Linked DNA regions of Manis pentadactyla: region 2 is linked to region 1. Evidence: chromatin contacts called from public Hi-C data. All regions are on one chromosome and are shown on one strand. Each heading gives the region's core, a stretch centred on a gene start, on an enhancer-like site or on the middle of the called end of the contact. The rest is flanking DNA. Distances are from core to core; before and after follow the strand shown. Region 1 holds the start of PTPRF (protein tyrosine phosphatase receptor type F). Region 2 holds the start of IPO13 (importin 13).

Region 1 (3,378 bases), core at 490-2,989:
TAGTGCCTCCCAAAGGATCCCTCACCATTGAGGATCCCCCTGGAAGCACCACCCCTGGATCCTTTTCCAGGTCTCCCACCCTAATGCACTTTCCTGGATTCACTGGTCAGATCCCTCACCAGGTCACACTGGATCCCTGCCCTTGTCTGTTCAGGAGCCAAAGTGGAGCCTTCATGGCCAACACTCAGCAGTCCAGTCCAGTCCAGTCCAGTTCAGTCCAGTCCAGCCTCCCAGGCTCTGCCTTGCTACCCACAGAGGAATCCAGAGTCCCCTCATGCTGGCAGCCTCCCAGCCATTTCACAGCTCAGGCAGGTACAGGGGCCCCAGCCCCCCAACCTGCTCCTACTTGGGGTGGGGGCTGCACTGGGGGGATGTTGAAATGGGGAAAAAGACTTGTCCCTCCCCCACCCTGAGGTGGAAGAACCAGAGAGGCAGCATTCCACAGAAATGGGGAGGGGGCCTAGCAGAGGTGGGGAGAGGGCCTAGCAGAGGTGGGGAGACAGACCCACCAAGAAACCGGGAGAGACAGAACAGAGAGACTCCAAGAGGGCGACTCAGAGATGGGGGAGGGCGCACAGAGTCCTGGGAGGGAGAGCAGAGAGGCCCAGGGAGGGAGGACACAGAGACCCGGGGAGAGAGGCACAGCTGGAGAGACCCTGGGACTGCGGGGGGAGGGGGGTGAGACTGGGAGACAGTGGCACAGGGACAGAGATGCAGAGACACCGAAGGGCATAGAGAACGGGCCGCAGAGGGGGACAGAAAGAAGCCGCGACAGAAACGTGGGCAAAGCGATGAGGACCGGGACACACCGCGACGGGACGGGACGCGGGGCGGCGACTGAGTGAACTTTCCGGAGCGGGTCTGAGTGGCCACGTCCTCACGGGACAGGTCGCTCCAGGGCCTTCAGGTCGTTGCACCCGCGTGGGGGCGGGCACAGCCCCCCCCGGCCCCTCCCCAGCCCGTGCTGGCCACTGAGGAGGGTGGGGGCTCCAAACTAGCGCCCGGCGCTCCCCGGGACCGCACGTGCGCCGGGGCCGCGAGCAGGACGGGGGCGCGGCGGCTGCGGATCCCCTGCCGGCTGGGAGGGGGCGCCTGTGCGGCAGGGGCGGGGGCGCGGCCTGGACCCGCCCGGGGCTGGGGTGGTGGTGGGAGGTTGAGGCCGCCCCCGGAGCGCGTCCGCGCAGGTAGGGAGGGGCATGGGGACTGGGAGCGCACGTGCAAAGGGGCAACTTTGCACTGGGGGGGCGGAGGCTGCGGCTCAGGTGCGGCGGAGGAGGGGGGCGGCGGAGGAGCGGGGCGGCGAGGGGCGAGCCAGCCGGCGGTGGGGGTGGGGGGCGCGTCTGCCGCGGGGCGAGCGCGGGGAGGAGCCGCCTGGCTCCAGGGGTGGGGGGCTCAGCCGTGGCTGCGGGCGCGGCAGGTGGGGGCGCGGCCCGGCCTAAGCGGCGCCTCCAGCCCCGCTCAGTGGACGCGGGGAGAGGGCGGGGGGGGTGGGGGAAGGAAGGGACGCGGAGCGGGCTGGGGGAGCCCGGGGATCACTCACCGCTCATCCAGGGGCCGTCGGTCCGCATTTCCCCCCCGGGCCGCTGGGGCCACTGCTCCCGCTCCTCTTCTGCCGCCGCCGCCGCCGCTACCGTGTCCCAGTCCCGCCACCGCCACCCGAGCTGAAGCTGGAGCCCGGGCCGGAGCCGCCGCCTCTGCTTCTGCCTCCGCCGCCGCCGCCGCCGCCGCCACCGCTCCCGTCGCTCCCGCGCCAGCTCCAGCCGCGCGCTCGCGCCCCTGCCCCTGCCGTGCGCGTCCCCGGCGCCGCCCCTCCCCTCGTGCACTCTCGCTTGTAAAGCTGCGGAGCCTGTGCAGGCCCAGCAAGGCCACAATCCAACCACGAGTCCAAGCCGGCTGGAACTCTGAACCAGAACCTCAGTAATGATCAGGGACAGAGCCAGACTCCTATAGGAAGTCTTTTCCTGTTAGTGGCTCCCAGCCTTGATATGAACCTGATACTACTCTGGGACCCCGTTTCCTCCCCTACAAACCTGGACCTGATAATTGAGCTCAGGCCCACCCTCAAACTCAACATTGAGTCCAGACCCCTACATCTGCCAAGAAATTGGCACAAATAGTCATTTTAATCTGAACCCTATATTGACCCCCAAATACCAATTCTGACTTAAGCCCCTTTATAATCTTGTGATAGTAGCACGACTACCACCAACCCTGGTCCTTAAATGGACCCTAGTACCAATGCTGAGCTCTAGATCCCAGGTGAACCTTAAAGTCCAATAGCTACCTTGCTATGGACCCAGTAGTCCCTCTTCTGAATCCCAAACCTTAAATAAAATTCCCAGATCAGGACCAACACTTGCTGAATTAGGAACCTCAATTCCAGAATTGGGACTGGGTCACCAGAAAAGGAGCCTAACACAGATATTCAAACCCCACCTATGGGGCCATTAGGACCTCCAACTCCAATCATATAAATCTTAGAACCCAAGATTAATGACCCTGGCTTTGCAGAAACTCCATACAAATCCCTTTGATCCCCACACTTAACCTCTACTTCTCTGACCTGCTGTCCATCCCAAGCAGAGGCTGACCAACACCACCAATATTTATATTAATTTCAACTGTGAGCCTGAATCAAGTCTTGAATTGGCCCCTGAGTTCAAGACTTTATAATGTCCCCCAAACCTAGTATGAAACTGCTCTTGAGTTTCTGACTCCTCATACCCAACTCCAATACTGACCTTTTAAACTTCTGGGCTAAACCAGTAATTCACCTGAAGATTTATTCCAACTCCCGGCTGAGGGAAGTGGTCAGTTCCAAACCCAGAACTACACCTTAGCACCAAAGCCCAGACCCACCCTCCCAGTCCATGCCAGGATCACTTAAGAGTCAGCCACACCAACTATCTCATTTTGGGAAGGATGGGAACCTCCCCCTACTGCTTGAGGCCAGTTGAGGACCCCTGTGGGGTCTCTGATCTCTTGAGTCTCTCTGATACCTCTGTTGAGTTTGGGGGTCAGGTGAGAAATAAACTTTGGGGATTGTTGAGACACTGGATTCAGGGAGCATCATGGTAATGTTCAGGAGGTGGGATCTAGGGATCTAGGCTGAGGGGTTAAGTTCCAGGTATCACCTAATTCACTGCCTGCTTTTGCCTTGGACTTGGATTCAGAAACAATGCACGTGCGCCCCCTGGTGTGTAAGAAGGGGATGGGACTGGCTCCAGTGATTCTGGCCAAACAATTAGATTTAGATGACAAATGGATCAAAAATTATTATTCCCAGTCAGTGGTTTTTTTTTTTTTAATCACTGGCAATTTTGGTGTACTGTGGGGGAAGGTTGCAAATTTTATGTATCTTTAGACATTTTTGCCTGT
Region 2 (3,378 bases), core at 306-2,805, 350 kb before region 1:
ATAACAAATGAATATCTGCAACCGCAAGAAAGGGTGCCCCATTTCCCCACTCATCCCAGGTAGGGGTAATGTCTGTCTGCAGTCCAGGCCTCTGGGAAGAGAGCCCAGGAAAAAACCAGACACGCAGTTAAAAAAAGGCAGACCAGGCAATGGGGGGAGCCTGGGAGGGCCATGGCAGGAAGCTATGGGGCAGGTGAGTAGGGAAGGACCCTGAGGCTGCCAGCAGGACCAAACCCCTTGGATCCAGCACAGAACAAAAGGGGCCAGCCCTACTCCTGCCTGCCAGGAGTGGTCTGGCCTCCATCCAATAAAAGAAGGACTCCCATTCCAAGGAAGAGAGAAAATATAACCCAGATTGTTTTATTGCAATTTGTTCTCTGAGACTCTGGCTCAACAAAACAGGTCCAGGATGGTTCAGCATCACTATGGCTCCTGGGGACTGAGTAGGTCTCCTGGATTCCTGGTTTCTTACTGCGCTGCTCATGCAGTTCCCTTGGTGCTGGAGAATAGCCAGTCTGGCTGGAGGTCTAAGCCATCAGCACCCTGGAGGGGCCATCCCAAGACTTTTAGAGTATATACAGACGACCAAGGTCTAAGGAAGTCCAGAAATAGCCCATTAGGACAACCTTAACACTGCTGTTCTGCCTTCCCAGAGAGACAGCAAATGCCAGGTGCTCTGGGGGCACCATCCCAGCAGGCACCCAGCCCAGGCCTAGGCTCTGGCATGTGTCAGTTCCCAGAACTTCTGCTCTGTCACTGGAGTACCCACCCCAGGGCCCTCATACCTTCTCCACGTTCTCCACAGTGAAGTCCAAGGCTGGTGCTGCTCCAGCCCCTGCAGCCCCCGGCTGCTCCTCCCGCCGCTCCATCTTTGCTCCCTCCCCAGCAGGGAGGTGGACCCTGACCTGTCTCCTGCCCCAGCTCCTCCACTGCTGGCCCCCTGCTAGACCCCGGCTTGAGTGCCCAGGGAGTGGTGGGGTGACAGGGGGCCCTGGGCAGGCATGGCTGCCGACGCCTCCCCACCTCGGTTGGGGGGTGGGGGGGACTTGACAGAGACCAAAAGGTGTTCTCTTAGGAGACCCACTGAGGGGGACTCCGAGGAGGAAGTCGTCAGCGAGGAATTCGCAGGCCGGGGTCCTAGTGATAGGTCACGGCACAGTCCCCAGAATCAATGAGGGAGTCATAGGGGAGGGAGACTTGCGGGGAAAACCGAGCCCCAAGCCCTTGAGAGGTCACAGGGTCGATGGCCTGTACCCACAACACCCTTGTCTGAATGAGCTCTCGGGTCCTAAGAGGAGGTCACAGGGGTGGGGGAGTCACGGGGGCGAGAGCCCTTCGCGGTTACGGAGGTGTCCAACGAAGCGCGGGGGTGCAGCTTCACGAGTCTGGGGCGAGGAGTCCGTAGAGTTGAGGGGCTGTGGCAGGTCCCCTCCGCACGGCCTGGCCCGCGATCCTCTCACAGCCTAGCTCTGGCCCTGCTACCGCCGCTGCCTCCGCCCCAGTGACTGACAGGCGAACCGGCCCGGTCCCGACCGGGAGGGGACCTCAGCCAGTTGTGGGCTGCCCCGAGCGCCTGTCCCCGGCACCTCTAACTCCCGTCCCCCGCCCCCTGCCCTGGCCTGGTCCGGCACAGCCCGGCACTGCCCAGCGGAACTAAGCGGAAACTCATTCCGGGTCCCTGGCCCTTTCCTCGCGCCAGCCTGCGCGTCCCCGAGCAGGCAACGGAGCGGCGCGCCGCTCGAGGCCCCTGTCAAGCAAAGGCCCCGCCGCTATACACCCTGGGAAATGCAGTCCATATTGGGCCTAGCAGGAGGGCGGCGCCTTGCGGCGGAGTCTGGGAGCACGTGGGCTGGGGACCCGCGGAACCAGGCTAACTCCAGGCTTGCCGCTACCGTCGGGCATCCGGGTCAGACCGGCGGGAGGCGCTGCGGAGCACCTTCCTGGAAGAATGCTACTCAAGGGGCCGGTGGATGCAGCTGGGAACCCAAGCTGGAGGGTAAGGTGTGTGTTGAGGGGTAGGCGGGAAGAGACAGGTCACCCCGGTGCTCTGCTCGGGGAGCATCCTGGGGCCCAGGAAAGGGGTCGTCTAGGAAGGAGTTAGCATTACCCTGAGAAGAAAGGGGGCTTGGCGCCCCTCGGGAATAAAAAAGGACGGCTCTCGGGACCACCCAGTGAGCAACCAGGAAGCCACATACCATGGACAGTGCTCGGGGACTTTCCTAAGGTTTTTGGAAGCAACTCCTCTTTATGAGTGATTAGAACAAGAATAGCTCACGTTTAAGCGCTAGGAATAATACTTTGTATGCCTGAGGTCCAATTCTCTTAACGACTCTGAGGTATTTTTTCTTCAGATGGTCGTTTTGTCCCTGAACACACAGCTAGGGTAACACAGACCAGCCGCAGATCTGGTCGGCCACAAACCCCAGCAGTGCCTACCCATAACCTCTCATTTGTCTTGCCATCTATGCCAGAAGGGAAAGAAAAGAATCAAAAAGGAAAAGGACCTCTGTTTTTGTGTTCAGTGGAGAAAGCTGGCTCTGGCTTTCTCAAGCCACTGAGGCCTGAGAAGGGGGATGCAGGCTTCCGTGAGGAGGAGAAGCTTTATCTGAGCTTGAGGAATAGAGGCTGGAGAGGAGGGGGCTTGATTAGCTGTTAAGCTAATTCCATTGGGAATCTAGTCATCCAACAAATCTTTATCAGAAAGTGTTTCAAGTACGACTAGTAGTTTTTGTTCAGTTTAAGGGCATATATGTGGGGTGAGGAAGGGAGAGGGATGAGTAACGAAGATGAGGTTGGAAAGACAAGTGGGAGCAGTAGACTCTTGAAGGAGTTTAGACTTTATCCTAAGTGTAATGTGAAAACTTGTGGGGTTCCAAGTGGGCAATGAGAATTGGATTTGCATTTTAGAAAAATCCGTCAGTTGTGTAAATTGAAAGACGAAAGAGTAGAGGCAGGGGAGATTAAGAAGGAGGAAACAGGAGGCCCCAGATAAAGTACTGAGTCTAGATCTGTGCCTAGGGATGTGGAATGCCCTGGCTCCGATGCTGACTGGAGATTTCACCATGGAAGGTGGGGAATGTGGGGAGAGTTAAGAGCACAAATTCTGGACGTAGGCCTGTGTTCAAAATCTTTCTCTGCCTCTTTCTAGCCATAAGACCTTGACTTCTGAAACTCTCTTTTTAAAAAATTAGAACAGTAATTCCTCAAATGAAGGACATGCTGAGATGGTTTATGAATGGGGCTCAGCCCAGAGGTCATAACTTAATCAATGTGAATTTTCTTCTTGCTTCCAGTCCTGGGCTTCTTCTTGAGCCTGAGGTTTCCCTGCAAGGAAAGAAGCCAAATCTCAACAATAAGCTGCTGAACATGCTTCACAAA

What was found. Hi-C and Micro-C count contacts between places; a contact is called where the count stands out from the background.
Region 2: a Hi-C map of fibroblasts shows a contact between it and region 1, with 4 times the contacts expected there. The contact joins the promoter of IPO13 here to the promoter of PTPRF in region 1. A contact is called at or near these places in 3 of 3 Hi-C or Micro-C datasets (blood, fibroblasts and skin fibroblasts).

Annotation. Positions count from the first base shown.
Region 1 is chr4:34,043,820-34,047,197 of mManPen7.hap1, reverse strand. It overlaps PTPRF (protein tyrosine phosphatase receptor type F), which reads right to left and starts at 1,739. Exons shown (of 33, transcript XM_057500126.1): 1 at 1,541-1,739.
Region 2 is chr4:34,396,120-34,399,497 of mManPen7.hap1, reverse strand. IPO13 (importin 13) reads right to left here and starts at 1,555. Exons shown (of 20, transcript XM_036892842.2): 1 at 786-1,555. The coding sequence starts at 869.